7 separate regions of the Mus musculus genome follow, and all the other regions are linked to region 1. A link is a contact called in public HiChIP or PLAC-seq and promoter capture Hi-C data. All regions are on one chromosome and are shown on one strand. The core of a region is the stretch at or near the end of the contact, and the rest is flanking DNA. Distances in the headings are between cores, read along the strand shown.

Region 1 (2,764 bases), core at 167-2,666:
TGTCCAAACTTATGGGTGGTGGCCAGCAGTAGTCAGTGTCACTCTGCAACGGCACATGTGGCTTCCCACAGTTGTGTTTTTACATCCACAAGACTCATCTCAATAAATAAATAAAATAGCCTTCAAAGGGGGAGTCTGTATTCAGTGGTTGGATTCACATTACAGTGAAACATGCAAAAACCCTTCATTCATCTCAATGAGGTTCGTGTGTCATTTTCTTCATTTACTGAAAATACAGAGTGCACCCTCTCCTTGCCTTTCCCCGCGCCTCTAGCTGACCTGAAGATGATCTTGATTCCAGTTAGAAGGAGCCACAGCTGTAGGGGTAATGGCTGTGTGACACTTTCCCTAGGGAGATGAGACCACCTTGTTTACTAAATGACAGACCAAAGTAACAATGACACCAAATGCCCCTCCCGCCCCCATGAAGTGGCCAGTTTTCTGGGGTTACTCACAGGAGCACGGATAGCCCAAAGACACTCACATTACTAAGAGCCTAGCCCAGCATGAGTGACAGCTCAGGAGAGCTGGAAACTGGAGCTCTCTGCATGATTTGGGGCTAATTCCACAAGTTCGGAGGGTCTCTCCTCATTAAGGAGGGCGGGGCCTTGTGAATCTGGTAAGCTTTAGGAATTTTTTGAGACTTGTCACTTATTTTCCGAGTCTTAGAGTCTTAAGGACTATCCGGATCGCACTTTCTCAAGCTTCCCTCCGGGTGAGATGTTTCGGAGGAAATTACTACATAGCACCGACTTGGCCCTGGCATTATTGATCAATTTTTTTTCGTGGGATTTCCCATTGGCCCCTGGGATACCTTGGGATGATTGAAACCTGGACCTGCATGCAGGACTTGGATGCCACTTTGGAGGTTGGAGGTCTTAGCCCAGAGATGCCACATCACAGATCTAACTAACCCTTTGCTGGACCACGGTGTCATGTTCCTCGGGAGGTCTCTGCTGAAGGCATGATTCTAGATACAGTCCTGCGGCGGTCAGGTCAGAGGTGCGATTTTGGGAAGCCTTTGGATCAAGAGGGTGCTGACGTCAACGGGTATCAGTTGATACCACCTATGGGTTTATACTGTGATGGAAGGTCACACACAGGTTTGCAACAGAACCAGCTGGGTTTCAACTGCCTTTGCCACAACAGGGCTGACTGGGCTCGGGAAAGTCAACTTTTTGGTCTGCACAGGGCTGCGTGATTGATAAAGGGTCAGTGGCTAGGCTAGCTCCTGCCGCCCAAGAGTAGGGAGTCCCTCCCGCTTGCGCCCCTGTAGACGAGGTCCCACCGCCGCGTGGAACTCTGGCCGCTCTAACCGCGTCTAGAACGCGGCCCCTTTAAGGCCGACCTGGATGACCCGAAGGCCAGAGCGACCTTCTAGCGGCCGTCTCGATGGTAAATCTTCAGTTCCGGCCGGAAGTGCATTTGCAGAGCTGGTTCCGCCGGGGAGGAGAACTCGCGTGCTCCGTGCAGAGGGGATGCATCCTGCGCAGCGTGGCTCGGGGGCGCCGTGGAGCCTCCCGAAGGCGATCGTGGGATTCAGAAACCTCTCCCGGGACTCCCATGGGAGGAGGCTGACCCCGGGCCGGCACGCGATCGCGGGATGGGCTGGAGTTGTAGGAAGGCCCTAGGCCCGGGCCGCCATCGGCGGGGCACTGGCTGCTTCTGTGTTGCAGGCGCCGCACGGGTTCGTCCGCTTACACAGAATTGTATTAAATTGTCTTTTTATTTCCCCACCCAGGAAATGAACCACATCCCCCAACGACTAGACGGAAGCACGCACAAGCTCCTTCCTCCCGAGGAGCGTTTCCAGTGACTTGAGCTTGGTTGGCCCAGGTATGTCAATCCTTGGGGGTGGGACGGTGACCTGAGGCCGACGGTCTGGGAAAAGGCTCCTGTGTGGCTGTACCCGCCCGAGGTGGGTGCAGCCCCGTACCAGACAGCCCGACCTTGACCTAAAGTAAAATCCCAGAGGAGGAGGAACCTCTTCCCTGGGGTTAGAATTTGCAGTAACAGGTGTGGACATCCTAGCAGCAGTTTGGTGGTCATGTATGATACTGCAAACAGGAGCCCTGCTGAAGCTGTGGGGACTGAGCACAGTCCTCCAAAAGCAAATATTTGACCATTACTCAAGCCCCTCACTTTAGATAAAAAAGAGAAAAAAGACGTATTCATTATTTTATTTTATTTTAGAGTGTGGATGTTTGCCTGGTGCCCCCAAGGGGTCACAAGAGGGTACCAGATTTCCCAGAAGTGGCATTATAGAGTATTGTCAGCCCCGGTGTGGATGCTGGGAACTGAACCCAGGTCCTTTAAGAGGGCAACAAGTGTTCAGCTTCAATGCTGAGCCATCTCTCCAGCAACTGCACCACCCCGCTCTGAGATAGGGTCTCACTTAGCCCAGGCTGGCCTTTACTCATTAAGTAGCTGAGGGCAGCCTTTGAACTTCTAATCCTCCTTCCTCTGCCTCTGGTAGCCGCCTGGATGACCGGCATCCTCGAGCACACGTGGTTTATGGGATGTACGGATAAAGCTCAAGGCTATATGCATGCTAGGAAGTCTTCTACTCCTGGGTGTCTGTCCCACCCACGTGGAGCTTAAACAAAGATGCATACAGTTGTGACTCCAGACGTCACTGGACAAGACACCAGTACAACCCAAACAAACAGAAATCGTTCCCCAGGACTCACCTGAGCGACCGTGGGCCCCACTAGGTTGTCTCTTCAGTGTGGTTGAAGGACTGGGCGTTTGCATTTTGAGTAGC
Region 2 (2,764 bases), core at 136-2,635, 990 kb before region 1:
AACCAGAGAGACTGGTAGAAGTGGGGACAGTCATTAGATGGCATCAGAGTACTTGGCTCAGCCAAAGAACTGGACAAAGTATACCAGAAAACAATGTAAGGTTTCTCAGATTACAAGATAAAAAGGTTTGAGTTCGTATGGTTCCATTCAGCTGTCTCCTCCTGTCCCAAATATCCTTTCTTGGTGCAATAAAAGAGGGGCAGCTCAGGTTAAAGAAGTGGTCACCAGGCACATGTGCTGGCCAGCCCCTTCCCAAGACCTACGCACACGAGGTCAGCAGAACCTGGCCTTGTCACTGCCACCTTCTCCTCTGAGTCAGCTTCCCAGGTGACAAGTCCCAAGATGGGTGCCTGTCTACACTGGGTGTGGGCTCTGACCTCCATCATGTCTCTCTTGGCTCTCAAGTTAATCCAAGCCCGGATAGTGCAAGTCAGGAGAGTCAGAATTCCAAGGAACAAGAAACAAGAGGAACAGAGAAGCCCAGCAGTTCAAGGAGGGGAGAGAAAAAAAGAATCTTAAAGTTGGGAGACCTTTGTTCGGGGAACTGACACAAGCCATTAAGAATTCAAGAGAACCAGGCAAGAGACAAGCCTTTATAAGGGTCACCGGGTTAAGTAGTTGACAGACATTTAGTTCCACCACCTCTAGGGCCTCAGCCTTTCTTTTGGAACTTGAGAAGTTCTGGAATATACGAGAAAACTGTACAGGAGTAGTTAAGCCTATTGACTTTGGGGCCAAGTTACCTTCCTTCAATTCCCCTTCTGTTACTCACAGCACAATGGTCTAAGTTATTTTAACCTCATTAGGCGTCACTTGCCCTACCTGTAAAATGTGTCTAATAGTTTCTGCGGCACAGGATTATGTATTACCTAAGGTAGAGCTGACGCAGCATAGTAAAGACGTAGTGAACGCCTAATAAATAGCAACTATGTTTTAAGACTTCGTTTGGGAAGGGGTTCAAGAAATCACCCGTGGGCCTCACTCGGCTTCCCAAACAAACCCTGACACCATTCTCTGGCCCCACCCCCACCCATCACCCCAGCTGATCAGCACTCCGGCCCTCCCCAACGACCCACCCACTCCCTCCAGCCCCGCCTCCGGCCGTTACCACCCCTTTCTCCCTCTTTCCTCCCCCCCCACGCCCCCCCCCCCACAGCGCTCCATCAATTTCCTTCTCCACCATATCCCACCGCCCACCACACACAGTGGCCGACACCCGCCCTTCAAGTCTCCAGGATCCTTCCGCCGTGTTTTCACCTCTCAGTGTTGTTGACGATCACTCCGCCGCCCTCTGAGTGATTCTTGTTGAGCGCCATAGTCTCTCCCACTGGGGTCCCGAGACTCGCAACGCTCTGCGCTTGCGCTGGTCTTTGGCCCGCCTCTAGTGGCGTCGTTCGTATTACAGTCAGCCAATCATAGTTCCTGCGCGCAGGCTGACCAACCACCTGATCTGGACTGTCACGTGGGGAGAGTTTACTCCCGCTCTCCCTCCCCCAAGTTGCACCTGCATCACAAACAAGCAGCCAACTACAATTCCCAGCAGGCAGTGGTCCGGCAACCGCGGCCTCGCCCTGCGTTTAGTGACGAGTGCATTCTGGAATTTGTAGTCTTTTTTTATATTATAGGCCAGGCTAGAGATTATATTTACAAGACTACTTAAACATTTGTACGCCTCTCTCATCCTAGCTTCCTCATGTTAAGCAAACTCAATCGAAGAAATGTAACTTAAATTTGATGATCTGGTGTATGGTACATTTAAACATTACGTAACCAGCCGTCTTCATTTCCGCAACTGTCATGAGTAGTTCGCGCTTACATTTGGGTATTCATTGCAAACTTACAGAGCAGTGCGAGATGCAGTCCCTTCTACAGTGGACTGGCAAAGCCCGAAAAAAATAAAATACGCCACTTTAATCGACCCAGATCCAGATCCCGGACCCAGAGTCGGACTGTGAACTTCTGGGGACTGAGCGGTCCGCTCCCCACCCTCTTCCCCGCCCAGCACCTGCCGCCTGCCGCCTCGCGATGGCGCTGCTTCCTGCTCTGATCTAGCGGATCCCGCTGCAGAAGTTAAACAGCAGGGTTTAAACAGGACCTAGAATAATTGAGTGGACTGACAAAGCACATGACCAACCGCCAGGTAGGACTTTGAAAATACCACTGACTCGTTTCTGCTAGTGGGTGTCTCCCCACTGCGCTGTAGTGAATCTAAACTCCACCTCTGAGTTGTATCTTTCGCAGGGCTGTCGAGGGTTGGGAGAACTCTTCAGTTTCTGGGTGGCATCTTAGCGTACCTACCCTTAACCTTAAGACACCAGTGTTTGGTTTGAAGCAGACAGCATGGTGCCCTACATCCTGGAACATTGCCACAGATTTGAGGCCAGTTTGGGCTGCATAATGATTTCCAGACCAGCCTCAGCTGCAGAGTAAAACAGTTCTGGGAAATGGCAGGTACATTATTAACTCACAGTGCAAGAGACCCTTCTGTTCGCTTTGGGGTTGTTTGTCTGTTTGTTTGTTTGTTTGTTTGTTTGTTTGTTTTTCTAGGTGCACACTAATAAAAGTCAAATGGCTACAGATTTTTGTTTGTTTGGTTTTTGAGAAAGAGTCCTGAGATTACAGGTGTGTACCACCGAGCCTGGGTTTACAAAGTTATGATGATCAGTTGAGTCCAGTATTCATGCACATCACGAAAAGCACTGTTCTAAGCTGGACTATGTCCCTAGCCAGCCCAGCAGTTTTTAAAGAGCATAGTCCAAGATGG
Region 3 (2,764 bases), core at 108-2,607, 950 kb before region 1:
AACCTCTCAGCAGCCTGGGGCACCTGGAGAACTCTCCCTCCTGTAACTGCTTGTGCCCTGGCCGCCATCTCTACAGCTTTGTCAGGATGTAATCCCCTGCCCAACAAATTTCCACTCCTTCTAGGGATACCATAGCGACTTCTTTCACTTCACTGTCCGCATCTCTTCCCAGCTCTCAGTAGATGTCTGTGCCCCCACCCCTGTCTGTGTACCCCACACACTGCATATCCCAAACCAGCTACTCTCTACCCAACCTCAGCACACAGCAGCCCGGTCTCCCGAAGAAACCCTTGTCCTGCGTCTTACTCTCTCCACTGGGCACCGGGCTCCCACTCACTTCTCATTTCTTTTGTTTTGCAGCTGAGACCTCCTTCCTCTTACCCCTCATCTCTTACCCCCTCCACACCCCAGCTGGGGCTCAGACTCCAGAAAGCAGAAATCTGATGACATCATCACCCTGTCTCAGCTTGGAAAGGCACTGCACATCCCTAGAGGAAGAGTCACGACCACCATGCAGACTGGCCCTGCTGACTCTACATTCACGTTTTGCTGAGACTCTATCTGACCCTTGAGTAGATCCTTCAGTCTCTGAAGGGCAGAAATCACACTTACTGAATGCTGGCCACCTTAGCGAATGGGGCTGCCAGCCCTGACCTAACACTCTGGCTCTACTTTATTCAGAGGACCTGGGGAGAGCTGCGTGCAGCAGTCAGGTGCACGTGCCCTCTGGGTTCATATGGGAACCCGCAGATCCTGCTGCAGCCCCTGGCCCTGGCCACAAGCAGTTTCGGCCCTCGGAGAGGCCCTTCCCGCACCTCGCGCACGCGGCGCTCCACGTCCAGCAGCGCCCGCTCGTGGTGGCTGCAGTCGTGCACCGTGCACGCGCTGCACACGCAGAGGCCCTCCGTGCGACAGAAGAACTCGAGCGGCCTCCCGTGGCGCAGGCAGCGAGCGCTGTGGCTTGTGGCGGAGTCCCGGCGCGGAGTCACGGCGGGCGGCGCCGGCAGAACGGGCAGCGCCTGCAGCAAGGTGCTCATCTTCACGTTGCGGGACAGCTTGGCGCCCTCGGGGAAGGGCTGGCGACATTCCGGACACGACTTTTCGCAGGAACGCCATGAATCCTGGATGCAGTTCCCGCAGAAGCTGTGCCCGCAGGGCAGCGTCACCGGGTCCCGGTAGCGACCTAAGCAGATGGAGCAAGTCACCACGTCCTCCTCCAGCAACTGAGCGGCCATGGCGGAAGCGAGGCCCAGTGCTCAGATCTCTTAAAGGGGCCGAGGCTACCAGTGCGAGCACTACGTTGGGGAAGACAGTCCAGGAAGTCGCGGCAGTGCGCAGCCTGGTGCACTAGAACGTTCCTTGGCAGGGATCCAAGTCACCCTTGCTTGCCCGCCTTCTGACGCACTGGGAGCTGGGGCGCGGCTCCCTCCGGTCCACCCTGACTATTTGTGTTCCTTCCCTAGACTCTTTTTTGGGGGGGAGGAGTGGGTGGGAGGGTTTCGAGACAGGGTTTCTCTGTGTAGCCCTGGCTGTCCTGGAACTCACTTTGTAGACCAGGCTGGCCTCGAACTCAGAAATCCGTCTGTCTCTGCCTCCTGAGTGCTGGGATTAAAGGCCCAGGGCATGGTGTCTGTTCACAGCAGTAAAACCCTAAGACAGGCTACTGTCATCTCCTCTACAGCTGAGCAGAGCAGATGGGAGTTCCAGGGTCCCCAAAGGCAGTATGAATCAGAGATCACTCCTAATGGAGTAGGCAGAACTGATTTGTTTCTAGGCCTCTAGCCTCACAGTGGGGGCTCCAGGCCTTGGTGGGGGCTGAAATATGCTAAGGTAACAAGCAATCTGTTGCTAGGTCTGACAGGGGCAGGACTTTCTCCTCGAGGAGGTTCTGATCCCGGGGCTGTCTTTCACAAAGATCACAGGCTGGGCAAAGGTTCACTTTTCATGTGTACCCCCAGCTACCGGGCTGCTGGGCACCTTCTGCTCACCCACAGAGCACTAAAGCTTCACTAAAAGGGTCTGGGTGCCCGAAAGTGAAGACATATTGGCATCAGGAAAAAAGTATTTTATTCACATAGAATCGAGGCACATCCACAAGCCCCTGGGTGTCCTGGGAGAGGCCAGCATGGGACTGTCTCAGTTGGCTTCAGATGGCTCTCTCCGGAGGTGTGACCTTCCAGCTGCTGCGACAGTTCCCCCTCGGAGATGAATGTACTGAGTCTCTCAGTAGATTCCATAGGTGGGCTCATGACTGTCCCTGTATCGGTCCAGATAGCGTAGGGGCTGCTCGTGGGGGAAGCGCTTCTGTTTGGGGTGGTAAGGGGGTGGCCGTACAAATTCAAACACAGGTTCCCGCATGTCTGCAAGAAAAGTAAGGGGAGAGTGGTGGACTTCTGCTGACCTGGGCCTCCTTCCTTGCCTGTGAGGCTGGAGTTCTGCCAGGGACTTTTTTGGGTTTTTCGAGACAGGGTTTCTCTGTGTATCCCTGGCTGTCCTGGAACTCAGAAATCCGCCTGCCTCTGCCTCCCGAGTGCTGGGATTAAAGGCATGCGCCACCACCGCCCGGCTCACCCTGGCTTTCAAAGGCCATCTCCTGGCATGGCAGGAAAGGTCTTTATCCCCAGGCCTGCCTGACCACTAAGCCCTTACCTAGAAGCTGGTGGAAGGTGTGGGTGACAGAGTCATCCCAGCGGCACTGGAAAAAAGCCAGACCGGCTGGAGTCATGGCTTCCTGGTGTCTCTTGTAGAAATCAAAAGTGCGGAA
Region 4 (2,764 bases), core at 94-2,593, 910 kb after region 1:
TTGATACACCACAGTGTATCTAGCCAACTCCTTCACTGAGATTTTTTGTTTGTTTTTCAAGATAGGGTTTCATTGTGTAGCCTTGGTTATCTTGGAACTCATTCTGTAGACCATACTGGTCTTGAACTCACAGAGATCCATTTACCTCTGTCTCCACAGTGCTGGGATTAAAGGCGTGCACCACCACCACCACCACCACCACCGGCTGTTTCCACACTTTTCAATAATGGGAGAAAGACTGAGATAAATATTCTTTTGAAATGTGTCATTCACTTTCCTGAAATAGTTTGGTGGAGGTGAAATTCAGAATGTTAGTTCAAGTGTTACAGCTTTAACTCCATCATCTCTGGGGTAAAGAGAATTATGACTGTTTTACAATGTTTCTAGCTTCTAAGTCCCAGAGCATGTGAGCCAGGGAAGGAATTAAGGGCATGAAAGTCAGACAGGGGCAGAGGAGGGTCAGGCCTCAGGGTGCTGAACTGAGTGATGATGCACACGAGTGCGGGCACAAAGCAGGGGCTGGCTATCTGACAGGTGTTGGGCACTGAGCTATTGCAAGAATCCTTCCTCTTGGAGCCAGGCAGGTGAGTTGAGGGCGTAGGGCTCAGGAAGTTATCAATCTGACAGGTGTCAGGACTCTGAATGATCACTAGCTTCCTCTCTCCTGGAGCAATGCAGGTGAGTTTAATGCGCATGGCGGCAGCTGTCAGTGTGACAGGTGCTAAGATGCCACTGACATCCTCCTCCTTGCTCCCTCATGTGAGTGCATGGCAGCAGCTGTCAAACGGACAGGATTGAGGCGCTGAGCAGTTACTAGCTATTCTCCCTCCTGGACTCTCATATGTGAGCGCAGGGTAGCAGCTGAAAGTCTGCGCTGAGCATCCTTCCTTCTTCTTGGAACAAGGCAGATGATCATAGGTCGCAGGGCAGCAGCTATCAGTCTGACAGGACTCCGGGCGCTGAGCTGTTATTAATCCTCCTGGACCTTTATGTGAGCGCAGGGTAGCAGCTGGAAGTCTGACAGGTAGTCTGGTCGCTGAGCATCCCTCCTCTTACAGCAAGGCAGATGAGCATAAAGTGCAGGGCAGCAGCTGCTAATCTGACAGGATTCGGGGTGCTGAGCTGTCACCAGCATTCTCCCTCCTGGACCATCAGGTGAACTTAGGACTGTAGTCCATGCCTCCCGCCCTTGAGCTCCCTGTCTGGCGCGACGCGGTGCCCCAGAAAGGATACAGAGAGGCAAAGACAAGGGAATACAGCCTATGCAGCTGTCACTGCCGCTACCGCGCCTGCGCGCTGGCTCCCTGTTCGCGCTCGCACTGTCAATAAAGTTCTCGCGCGCCGGAAGCGGAAGCGGCGGGTCTCCATGGCGGCGCCGGCAGCGGGCCCGGTGTTCTGGAGGCGGCTGCTGGGCCTGCTGCCTGGCAGGCCCGGGCTGGCCGCGCTCCTGGGCCGCCTCTCCGACCGTCTGGGCAGGAGCCGGGAGCGCCGGCGCCGGAGGTGAGAGCGCTCGAGAGGGCCGGGCGGGGGGTGGGGGACTCGCTGTCTCCCCGCGTGCCGGCGGCTCAGCCAGGAGCCCCGTGGGCGTGCACCGTGCAGGAGCCACCCGGGGCGAGCTCGGGGCTGCGGCCCGGCCCTGGGGCCAAGGCTGCTGTGCTCCGGGCTCGGGGCGTGAGTGTGGCAGTCGGGGTTAGAGCGGTGAGTTGGCCGGAGTGAATCAGCCCTGCGGGGACCCGGTGCAGGCTGGCTTCCTCACATCCTGCCGGAGACATTTCTCAATCCTGACTCAATCGGTACTCAGGCCCGTGAAGAGGAAACACTCGAAACTCTTTCTGCGCGCGTTCGAAAGGCTTGTTTCTGGAAAAGTACTGAAGTGGGTTGTGTAAGCGGTGAGGGAAGCTTTGAAGCAGTTTGTTCAGGCAGTGGTCCTTTAAAGGAAACATTTGCCAAGAACAGGCTCAACCAAGAGGCCTGATGCTATTGCTAATTTTCAGGAGCGCGCGAGATAGATATTGAGATTGTGTGTTTGTGTGTGATATTCTCTCGTGTGGATATGTTTAGAGACTTCGTTTTCTTTTTCTTCAAATGCTGGGGCCCAAACCCAGAACTCCATGCACACAAGGCAGGTGCTTTACCACTGAGCCACATCTCAGCTCCTCCTCTCTCTCTTTAAAATAAATAAAACAATTAAAATAATGACTGTGTGCTCAGGTGGTGGTAGGGGAAGTCGGTTCTCTTTTACCACGTGAGTTGAAGTGATTGAAATCGGATCATCAGGCTTGGCAGCAAACTCGCTGGACCCCCAGTTCTTTTAGAGACACAGTTTCATGTATCTATACTGGCCTTAAATTGAGTAACTCAGGTTAGCCTAATACTCCTGATTCTCCTGCCTCATGTCCAATGCTGACTCCCAGGTGTGAGCTGTAATGGCCCATTCTGGTTCTGTGAGTAAGATCTGTGGGTAAGATCTTGTCTCTAGATGGCTTGAGGTGCAGTCACCTGCGTTGGTTCTAGATGTGGGTCATTGATTTACAGAGTAACAGGGAGCTTGCCAACCCAAGCACAAATTAGACTTAGAGGACCTACTGAATGACAGAATCAAGGCAGACAGGCAGTCTTATCTCAGGTTGCCTGCTGATCAGAATGGCTCTTTCCCCCAGCCATTCGATTGGACGGTAGAATCAGGTGACGCTTATTACATCAGGGCACCAGACCACTGAAAAATGTTAGGTTTCAAAAGTTCTGCCTGAAAGAGGAGCAGTTT
Region 5 (2,764 bases), core at 93-2,592, 800 kb after region 1:
ACAAAGAGTGCAGCTGGCGGGTGAGTGGATGGCCTGGGTAAAGGCCATGGTGGCTCTCCTGTCTGTGACACAATGCTCAGTGCTAAAGTGATCTAGATTCTGTCCCCAGAGGACACATACCCGTGTCTCCCTGAGCCCTGTGTGCGGTCGGGGATGAGTTCTGCTCGCTCCTCCTCCCAGCCCCTGGTTCACCCTCCTCAGACTCCTGTCGAGGCCAGGACCTCCCAGCCTTGATGTGGTGACCTGTTTACACCAGGTGCCTGCTGAGAGCAGTGTAGCTCAGCATCTTTGAAGTTCCTGGTAATATCTTGTTGTCAAGAGATTCTAGATCAGCCCCAATCACCCCTGGGTCCACAAAGGTCAAGTGTGATCTCTGGTGTATCTCTGGATCTCTAGTGCACACACAGCAGCACTAGAGGTCCACCTTAGCAGTGACTATTGACCCCGGGTGGGCTTTGGTTTGCTGTCTCCTTAACGCGCTGCACTCCCTAGATATGAAATTCTGCACCCCCCCCCCCCCCCTGTGAAGGAGCAGCGAGCACTTTCTTTGCTGGATTGATTTTGTCTTTGTGAAGTCAGCCAATGAATGAAGGAGAGTAGTTAGCCCTCCTTGTAGTAAGACCTGTCTCAAACCCTGGTTCTTCCCTGTTCCTGATGTGGGTCCTTGAACTCCTCTCTGCCCATCTCGGGGTCTTGCTTTGCCAAGTCTGGACAACACCCATCTGGGCAATTGGGTGACAGTGGGCAGAAATCACCAGGTGGTCCTGTTAAAATGCAGATTCTGGCTCCCCAAGTCCATTGTGGAGCTCAAGAGTCTGCATTACCAGGGATCTCTCCGAGAAGGAACAAGAACGCAGAGTGCACCACTGAGCGTCCTCAAATGTCAGCGAGGCACCCCTCTGCGTCCGTGCTGTCCTGTCAGAACCACGGACAGCGTCCCGGGGTCACCGCAACGACCCCTGCCCCGGGCCTGTTCGCCGGGCTCACCGTGGACCGTAGGGTCTTCGCCGTAATCATCGTCTCCTACAACCGCTTCGGCCATAGCGCGCCTCATGGCCGGCCCTGGCCGGGTCACCGTGTCGCTGCGTAGGTCCACCACGTGGGCTGGGACCCCCGCCCAATTCCTAGACCACTGAGCCCAGGGCACCCTGAGCCCCGGGACCGTGGCCCGGAACAGGCTGCGTAGCATGGCGGCCCGGAACAGGCTGCATAGCATGGCTGTGGCACTCGTCTTTCTCGGCCGCAGGAGCGGAGGACAGTCTCTTCCGTGCCAGCGGGGAACCCGTGTAACTGGACTCTTCTGACCCCGCGCGGACCTGAACTGGGCAAGCCCGGGGCACTATGGGAATTGTAGTCCTCTCTGGAGTTTTATACATTATTCGAGCCCCGCAGCATGCTGAGAGTTGTAGTTTTTGTGTTCCGTTGTTCCAAAGGCTAGGAGATTTTGGAATGACAGTTCCTTACTTTGCTGAGTGGGAAACAAAGCTGAGGTCCGGGGATTTTAGCGTGTACATGGTACTGCTCGTGGCACTGCAGATTTAACTTAATTAAGCGTCTCAGCCACTCTGGGAAACACCTGGGTGTTTGGGAATGGAACTCAGGTTCTCTTCATAATCAGTTCCATGCCTCTGAGCCACCTCTCCAGTCCCTCACGGTCCTCATTTTACACCCGAGGAAACAGGCTGCAGACACTGATGTGAAGTCCAGGAATCAAGTATGGTACCGTGTTGCCCATAAACAGTAGCTTTCAACCACTGGAGTCTTTTTAATTTTTCTCCTTAAAAATTAGTTCTGGCCGGGCAGTGGTGGCGCACGCCTTTAATCACAGCACTTGGGAGGCAGAGGCAGGCGGATTTCTGAGTTCGAGGCCAGCCTGGTTTACAAAGTGAGTTCCAGGACAGCCAGGGCTACACAGAGAAACCTTGTCTCAAAACAAACAAACAAACAACAAAATTAGTTCTGAACTCACTGGGTAACCTAGTTGACCTTGAACATCTGACCGTCCTGCTTGGGAATTCAAGTGTGTGCCACCATGCCCAGTTTACGCTGTGCTGGGAACTAGATTTAGGGCTTTGTAAGTGCTAGGCAAGCATGCTACCAAATGGGATACATTCCCCCTCCCTCCTCTCCCCTCCTCCTCCTCCTTCCCCCTCCCCTTCCCCTCTCCTCTCCCCAAATTCTTCTTTTAAATGAATTTAAAGCTGGGAGGTGGTGGCACACACCTTTAATTCCAGCACTGGGGAGGCAGAGGTAGGCGGATCTCTGAATTCGAGGCCAGCCTGGTCCACAGAGTTCCAGGACAATCAAGGCTACACAGAGACCCTGTATGGGGGGGGGGGGAGATTTAAAACTTTAAAAATCATATGTGTGGGGTGGGGAGTAGATACACATGAGTGTAGTTACCTACTGGGGCCAGAAGAGGGCGCTGGACAACCTGGAGCTAGAGTTACAGAGTCTCCAAGAGACTGTATGGGTTTGTGTCTGCCATCTCTCTAGGACATATGGGAAACGGAGTTTTGGAGGTATCTAGAAATCTTTCTTTTTCCTATACCATTGGCTTGGAGAGACAAGGTGCTTCCATGGAAGTCATGCCCAAGAGCCCTGTGACAGAGCACCTAGCTAGTAAGCATGTGATCCTTAGATTGATTCCTCAGTACTGCAAAAGGCAGGCATGGTGGCTCATGCCTGTAATCTCAGTCCTTTGGGGCGGGGTGGGGTTGGGGGAGGCGGGAGGATATTTGAGACTTTCAGGCCAATCTGTACT
Region 6 (2,764 bases), core at 99-2,598, 770 kb after region 1:
AGCAGGGGGAGGAGCAGCCTCTTCAGAGCACCCCTGTCTCTCTCAGGGCTCAAGGCATTTATACCCTCTAAAGACTTCCCAGAATTCCAAACAATAAACGCTCTCCTGAAGTTGGCAAAAATCACACCCTTGCGCAAGGCAAACCCTAATTATTTGCTGGGAAGCCACCTCTTACTCCACACCTGGGATTAAAACAAAAACACATTCATAAAACATAACTGGGCTTTTAGAGAAACTCAAATTCTCACTACAGGGAAGAGTCCTATCTGAACCGGGCCATGAGAGAGGAGAGGAAGAGATGAGAGAGGGAAGAGGACCAAGAGAGAAGTGGAAAGTTTCAGACCAAGGGAGCAAGCTGTAGAAATGGCTGGTCTATACAGGGAAGAGAAGCTCAAACGCTGGACTGGTGAGGTTTAGGATAGGGGCAGGGTGAGAAGAGCTGGGGGGAGCCACAGGAATTGATACTTGATCCATGTTTCTTCGGGACGTGACAAAACCCCTCTTGTTCCAGCTGCCTATGTGGTATGATCTGTTCTTCCTCACAATCTGTGAGGTGGCCTGGAGCTCATTGGAGGCCCACTGGCAGGAAGCCTACTGAGATTTATTGAAAAGGAAACCGAATTATCAGGGCACTCGTTTGCAACGCCAACCTGGGCTGTGTTCGGGGCATGCCCAGCCTGCTGTCTGCAGTGTGAAGCTCTTTAGAAGCCACTGCAACCACAGGCCGCCCGACAGGAACAGAGACACTGAAAACGGGCCCGCAGCAAGGCAGGCTCAGCAGCCAACAGTCACACCCAGGAAGCAGTATTTTTCTTCTGCTCCTGGACTCTCTTGCGGTGTATGGCTGCTTCCCTTTGGTCTGAGCCAGGCCGATGGTCTCAGAAATAGACACCCATTGACTTTCTTTTCCAGCGCTGGGACATACAGACCCCGCCTCCATCCCAGGGTGTCTATAGGAAGGATGGCGGCTGCTGCAGGGAGGAGGGTCTCCTGTCTTCCTAAGGGCGCCCCTCCACCAGCCTGTGGGTGGGTCCGAGGCACTTCCATTCCGATATCTAGCTGGCCAAATCCTGCAAACCTTGAGGCAGGAAGAACCTGCAGAGCACATGGGACTTGCAGCGGACATGCTTTAAAGAGGTGCCCCAGGCCCGTCCACCGCCCTCGGCCACCCTCCGTGTCCTCTGGGGAGCAGCTGCGGAAGATTCGAGTCAGAATAGCAAGAAGGAACCGCAGCAGAAGGTACAACTCCCAGCATGCCCTGCGCCCGCCACGCCCACAAGGCCAGGCGCAGATGGGCGTGGGGCGGGACTTTCCCGGCTCGCCTCGCGCCGTCCACTCCCAGAAGGCAGCGGGCGAGGGCGTGGGGCCGGGGCTCTCCCGGCATGCTCTGCGGCGCGCCTCCGCCCGCGCGATTTGAATCCTGCGTTTGAGTCGTCTTGGCGGAGGTTGTGGTGACGCCATCATGGGAGCTCCGGCGCTGCCCCAGATCTGGCAGCTGTACCTCAAGAACTACCGCATCGCCACCTTCAAGAACTGGCCCTTCCTGGAGGACTGCGCCTGCACCCCAGAGCGAGTGAGTCCCAGCTTCCAGCGACTCCACCCTGGGCCCGACGGTGCCTTAGTTGTGTGACCCGGGATCAGAACCCGCTATCCCCACCCTCGCTTCGTACTGTTAGCCAGGCTGCTTTGCTCTGCTCTGTCCTCCACGAGGCCACCCCCCCCCCCCGCTCTCCCCACCCTCTGCCTGAACCACTGTTAGCCTCCGGGCCTCTTCCCACTGTCCTCAGTTCTCGGCCCGGAACGATCTCTGGGAATCATGGGATAAGGTCAGACTGTTGATCCCGCTCACGAGCTGTCATTTTCAGATGGCGGAGGCTGGCTTCATCCACTGCCCTACCGAGAACGAGCCTGATTTGGCCCAGTGTTTTTTCTGCTTTAAGGAATTGGAAGGCTGGGAACCCGATGACAACCCGATGTAAGTCCCACAGGCTACTCTCGGTGGGTTTCCTGGTGTTCCCCTTCCATTGAGAGCCTTTTGGGTTGAACTGGAGTTGGGACAAACCATTTGTATTTAGTAGAAGAGCATGCTTCTTGCTCAAGTGTTCCAGTTATACAGCTCAGACTAGTCTTGAATTCTCAATTTCTGCCTTGGTTTCCTGAGTGTTGCCAACATGCATGGTTTTGCCTGAGGTTTTTTTGTTGTGTTTTGTTTTTGTTTTAAAACAGGGTTTGTCTGTGCAGCCTTGGCTGTCCTGGAACTCACTCTGTAGACCAGGCTGGCCTCGAACTCAGAAATCCGCCTGCCTCTGCCTCCCAAGTGCTGGGATTAAAGGCGTGCAGCACCACTGCCCAACCAAATTTTTAAATATGTTATTATTACTTAATTTATATTTCTATTTGTGTATGTTTGGATGTGGGTGTCATGGTGGATGTTGGTGTCAAGACAGCTTGGGGGGATAACTTCTCTCTTATTGTGTTGGTCCCTGGAATTGAGCTCAGGTGAGCAGGTTTGGCAGCAAGCATCCTCACCTGGGCCATTTCAGTGGCCCCTGTTTGGTTTCAGACCCCAGGAGTAGGAACTGAGGTGCTTATTCTACATATCAAAGCAGACCTGGACTCCAGGCTCTCCCAGCATCCCTCACTCCCTCCCTGGCATACTTTGCCCCCAACTCTGAACTTCCAGCCCAGGAACTGGGCAGCCCTTCCCCCCAGAGGCTCCACCCTATATAATCCAGGCATTTTGGACTTCTCTTCTTCTCTCTCT
Region 7 (2,764 bases), core at 144-2,643, 640 kb before region 1:
TAGTCCTTTTAGGTAAAATAAAAAGAGTTCAGTGAGTAAAGGCGCTTGCTGCCAAGTTTGTCAACCCCAGTCTGGTTTTACACCCACACCATGGAAAGCGACTCTCACTGCCTCTGCCTTCACTGGCAAAGAAATAGAAGTGAGGTTTGCTTTCTTCTGTTCTGTCCTTCTGTTCTGCACACCCTAACTAGTTAGAACCTTCGCTGTAATTAGTTCTGATGAAAAACAGTATATGTCTTCCTGAAACAGGAGCCTTCACAGTAAATTCCCAATCCGATCCTCCAGATCAGGGTGGAAACAGTTCCTGCCCGCTCCCCATGGTCTAGAATCCTTGGATAAGTGGGGCTCTTATACCATGTGTCATTTTTTCCTACCAGCCAACTTCACCATCTTGTGTACCTTAAATCATCTTTAGGTCACTTTAATACCCAATACAATGTAAGTTTCATGTGAATAGATGTATCAATGTCCTCTTGATCAGGGAATAATGACAAAGAAAATGTCTTCATGCTGAAAACAGGTACTTTTTTTTTTTTTTTTTTTTTTAAAGCATAAGGTTTTTAAACCCCGAGGCTGGATTATGCAAAGCATGCCCTGGCACTGGCTATTCCCCCCCACCCCCGTGTGTGTGTGTGTGTGTGTGTGTGTGTGTGTGTGTGTGTGTGTGTGTGTGTTTGGAGAGTTTCTCTATGTAGCCCTGCTGGCTGTCCTGGAACTAACTCACCATGTAGGCAAGACTGGCCTCGAACTCAGAGCTATCCGAATGCCTCTACCTCCCACTGAGCCCTGAAATTAAAACCATGTGGTCACTACGCCTGGTTCTTTTGTGTTGTTTTGTTTTGTTTTGTTTTGTGGTGTTAAGAAATTGAACCCAGGATCTGTCTGCCATGTTTCAAAAGTTTTCTTTTTCTTTTCTTTTTTTTTTAAGAGAGACTGTTTAGAAGCTATTTAAAAATTTAAATACTCTTGAGAGTCGAGTAGCTGCGAAGGTTCTGTGTGTTTTCTATTTTGATCGTTCTGTTTCTCGAGATGACCACATCTTTCAGAGGAAATGAGTCAAAGCCACTCCGTCTTGCTTTTCCAGCTGAGCATGTTCAGTTTCAATGAAGTAATGAATGAACTTGGCCAGCACCACCCCCACGCCTACAACAGCAAACACTGATGACCTCCACCAATCAGAACGCGGTCAGGGTTTTCGAGTTGAGTTCAAACAGGCCTACGGTAGGCCAATCAGCGCATCACGCCCCGCCTCCCGATGGCGGCCCCAGCCAACCACCAACTCGGAGGAGCCAAAACACGGAGGCTGGCCAATGCCGGGGTGCCCCCGCGGCACCGACTCCGCCAATGGGCGCGGCCAGGCGAGGAGAGAAACAGAGCGGCCGGGCCCGCCGCAGGATTCGAATCGAACGTCCGTGTGGGAGCCGGCGGCTGGCTGGGCTGCGCGTGGGCCAATCAGCGGCGTCGGCTCACGGCCCCCGAACGTTGGGCCTGGCGGCCCCGCCCCGCGCTGTTGTTTGCGGCGTCGGCGCGGCCGCGCGAGCCGAACCACAACATTCGCCGGGCGGCGGCGGAGCTGCGAGCGTGAGCCCGGGGCGGCCGCCCAGCGCCATGTCGGTGAACACGGACGAGCTGCGGCACCAGGTCATGATCAACCAGTTCGTGCTGGCCGCGGGCTGCGCGGCCGATCAGGCGCAGCAGCTGCTGCAAGCGGCGCACTGGCAGTTCGAGGTGTGCACCGGGCCGGGGTCGGGAGCGCGCGTGGGAGCCGGGGGCCGCGTAGGGGGGCCGCGGCGGGGGGGGGGGGGGCCGGGGCGGCCAGGCCTCGCTCACGCCGCTGCGTCCCGTATTTTGTCCGCAGACCGCCCTAAGCACGTTCTTTCAAGAAAGCAACATTCCCAACAGCCACCACCACCCGCAGATGGTAAGTGTTCCCCAGGGCCGCGGAGGGGGCGCTCGGTGCGGCAGGGTCGCTGTCAGCCGCGCCGGTGACAGCCATGTTGCCGGGGAGCGGCGCGCCGCGAATGTAAACAAAGAGCCAAAATGTCTTCCAGGAAAGAGCGCTCCCAGGCCGGCGCTGGCTCGCCCAACTTTGGGACCCGCCTCCAGGCCGCTGGATCGGGGCCTGAGGCCCTGTGCTGGGCGCTGTGCCCTGGGTGTAAGGGCCTTGGTGTTGGGGAGGTGGGGGTAGAAGGAAGGGAAGACGGCTTCCAGCAGGATGTTGCGATTCTGATAGCAGAGGATGGGGAAGGGGCTCGAGGATAACCAGACCTTTGGGGACTTCGGGGTGGTGGGGGACTGAGGGATTTGTGTCTTGATGCAAAACACACACACACACACACACACACACACGACTGAGGTAGGGATTTGTGTCTTGGTGCAACAAACACAGCCGTGTGCACACACACACACACACACACACCACCCACCCACCCAGTGCTGCAGGAAGCAGGGGAGGGATAGATCCACCCTGGCTCCGGAAGTCCAACTCTACCCACAAAGGTAGGCTGGCCCTTCCAAAGCCTCCAGGGAACATAACCTTTATGGAGGATATACAGATTTATATACCTAAGGTGAGGCCAAGAATTTCTTTTAATCTCAGTATGTTAAGAAACAAAACAGTCCAGGAAATAGTTCTTGGAGCCTGGATTTGTCCTCTTCCAACTTGGCTCCAGGCTAGAGCCTTTGCCCTCTGGCCAGTGGGTACCCTGCTTTCCTGAGGCCAGGCACATCCCTTCTCTGCTCTAACTCCTAGTTAGCTATTAGC

Evidence for each region. Promoter capture Hi-C pulls out the DNA fragments that hold promoters and counts their contacts. HiChIP or PLAC-seq counts read pairs in DNA pulled down with a chosen protein or histone mark.
Region 2: a promoter capture Hi-C map of stem cell-derived epiblast-like cells shows a contact between it and region 1, with 3 times the contacts expected there. The contact joins the promoter of Wbp2 here to the promoter of Snhg20 in region 1. A contact is called at or near these places in 1 of 39 promoter capture datasets (stem cell-derived epiblast-like cells) and 1 of 9 other capture datasets (adipose tissue).
Region 3: a FOXA1 HiChIP or PLAC-seq map of pancreatic cancer cells shows a contact between it and region 1. The contact joins the promoter of Trim65 here to the promoter of Snhg20 in region 1.
Region 4: a promoter capture Hi-C map of embryonic stem cells shows a contact between it and region 1, with 4 times the contacts expected there. The contact joins the promoter of Pgs1 here to the promoter of Snhg20 in region 1. A contact is called at or near these places in 7 of 39 promoter capture datasets (the 3T3-L1 cell line, the SN4741 cell line, embryonic stem cells and 4 more), 1 of 484 Hi-C or Micro-C datasets (embryonic stem cells) and 2 of 115 datasets of contacts at active chromatin or transcription factors (microglia and pancreatic cancer cells).
Region 5: a contact with region 1 is called in a FOXA1 HiChIP or PLAC-seq map of pancreatic cancer cells. The contact joins the promoter of Tha1 here to the promoter of Snhg20 in region 1. A contact is called at or near these places in 3 of 39 promoter capture datasets (embryonic stem cells, hippocampal neurons and liver) and 3 of 115 datasets of contacts at active chromatin or transcription factors (memory CD8 T cells, microglia and pancreatic cancer cells).
Region 6: a contact with region 1 is called in a promoter capture Hi-C map of pre-B cells, with 2.7 times the contacts expected there. The contact joins the promoter of Birc5 here to the promoter of Snhg20 in region 1. A contact is called at or near these places in 11 of 39 promoter capture datasets (the 3T3-L1 cell line, 3T3-L1-derived adipocytes, the HPC-7 cell line and 6 more) and 5 of 115 datasets of contacts at active chromatin or transcription factors (embryonic basal ganglia, embryonic stem cells, epiblast stem cells and 2 more).
Region 7: a contact with region 1 is called in an HNF4G HiChIP or PLAC-seq map of pancreatic cancer cells. The contact joins the promoter of Ubald2 here to the promoter of Snhg20 in region 1. A contact is called at or near these places in 2 of 39 promoter capture datasets (liver and neutrophils) and 1 of 115 datasets of contacts at active chromatin or transcription factors (pancreatic cancer cells).

What each region holds. Positions count from the first base shown.
Region 1 is chr11:117,075,367-117,078,130 of GRCm38.p6, forward strand. Snhg20 (small nucleolar RNA host gene 20) reads left to right here and starts at 1,417. Exons shown (of 2, transcript NR_027059.1): 1 at 1,417-1,836. It overlaps Mir6516 (microRNA 6516), which reads left to right and starts at 1,982; the gene lies at 1,982-2,091.
Region 2 is chr11:116,085,610-116,088,373 of GRCm38.p6, forward strand. It overlaps Wbp2 (WW domain binding protein 2), which reads right to left and starts at 1,386. Exons shown (of 8, transcript NM_016852.3): 1 at 1,258-1,386. The coding sequence starts at 1,316.
Region 3 is chr11:116,129,771-116,132,534 of GRCm38.p6, forward strand. It overlaps Trim65 (tripartite motif-containing 65), which reads right to left and starts at 1,358. Exons shown (of 6, transcript NM_178802.4): 1 at 816-1,358. The coding sequence starts at 1,235. It overlaps Mrpl38 (mitochondrial ribosomal protein L38), which reads right to left. Exons shown (of 9, transcript NM_024177.3): 8 at 2,650-2,764; 9 at 2,047-2,360. The coding sequence ends at 2,224.
Region 4 is chr11:117,985,514-117,988,277 of GRCm38.p6, forward strand. It overlaps Pgs1 (phosphatidylglycerophosphate synthase 1), which reads left to right and starts at 1,344. Exons shown (of 10, transcript NM_133757.2): 1 at 1,344-1,500. The coding sequence starts at 1,367.
Region 5 is chr11:117,872,184-117,874,947 of GRCm38.p6, forward strand. It overlaps Tha1 (threonine aldolase 1), which reads right to left and starts at 1,343. Exons shown (of 7, transcript NM_027919.4): 1 at 988-1,343. The coding sequence starts at 1,216. It overlaps Gm11725 (a long non-coding RNA gene), which reads left to right. Exons shown (of 3, transcript XR_001780380.2): 2 at 1-20.
Region 6 is chr11:117,847,889-117,850,652 of GRCm38.p6, forward strand. Birc5 (baculoviral IAP repeat-containing 5) reads left to right here and starts at 1,349. Exons shown (of 4, transcript NM_009689.2): 1 at 1,349-1,573; 2 at 1,866-1,975. The coding sequence starts at 1,463.
Region 7 is chr11:116,432,701-116,435,464 of GRCm38.p6, forward strand. It overlaps Ubald2 (UBA-like domain containing 2), which reads left to right and starts at 1,394. Exons shown (of 3, transcript NM_176902.3): 1 at 1,394-1,728; 2 at 1,859-1,921. The coding sequence starts at 1,609.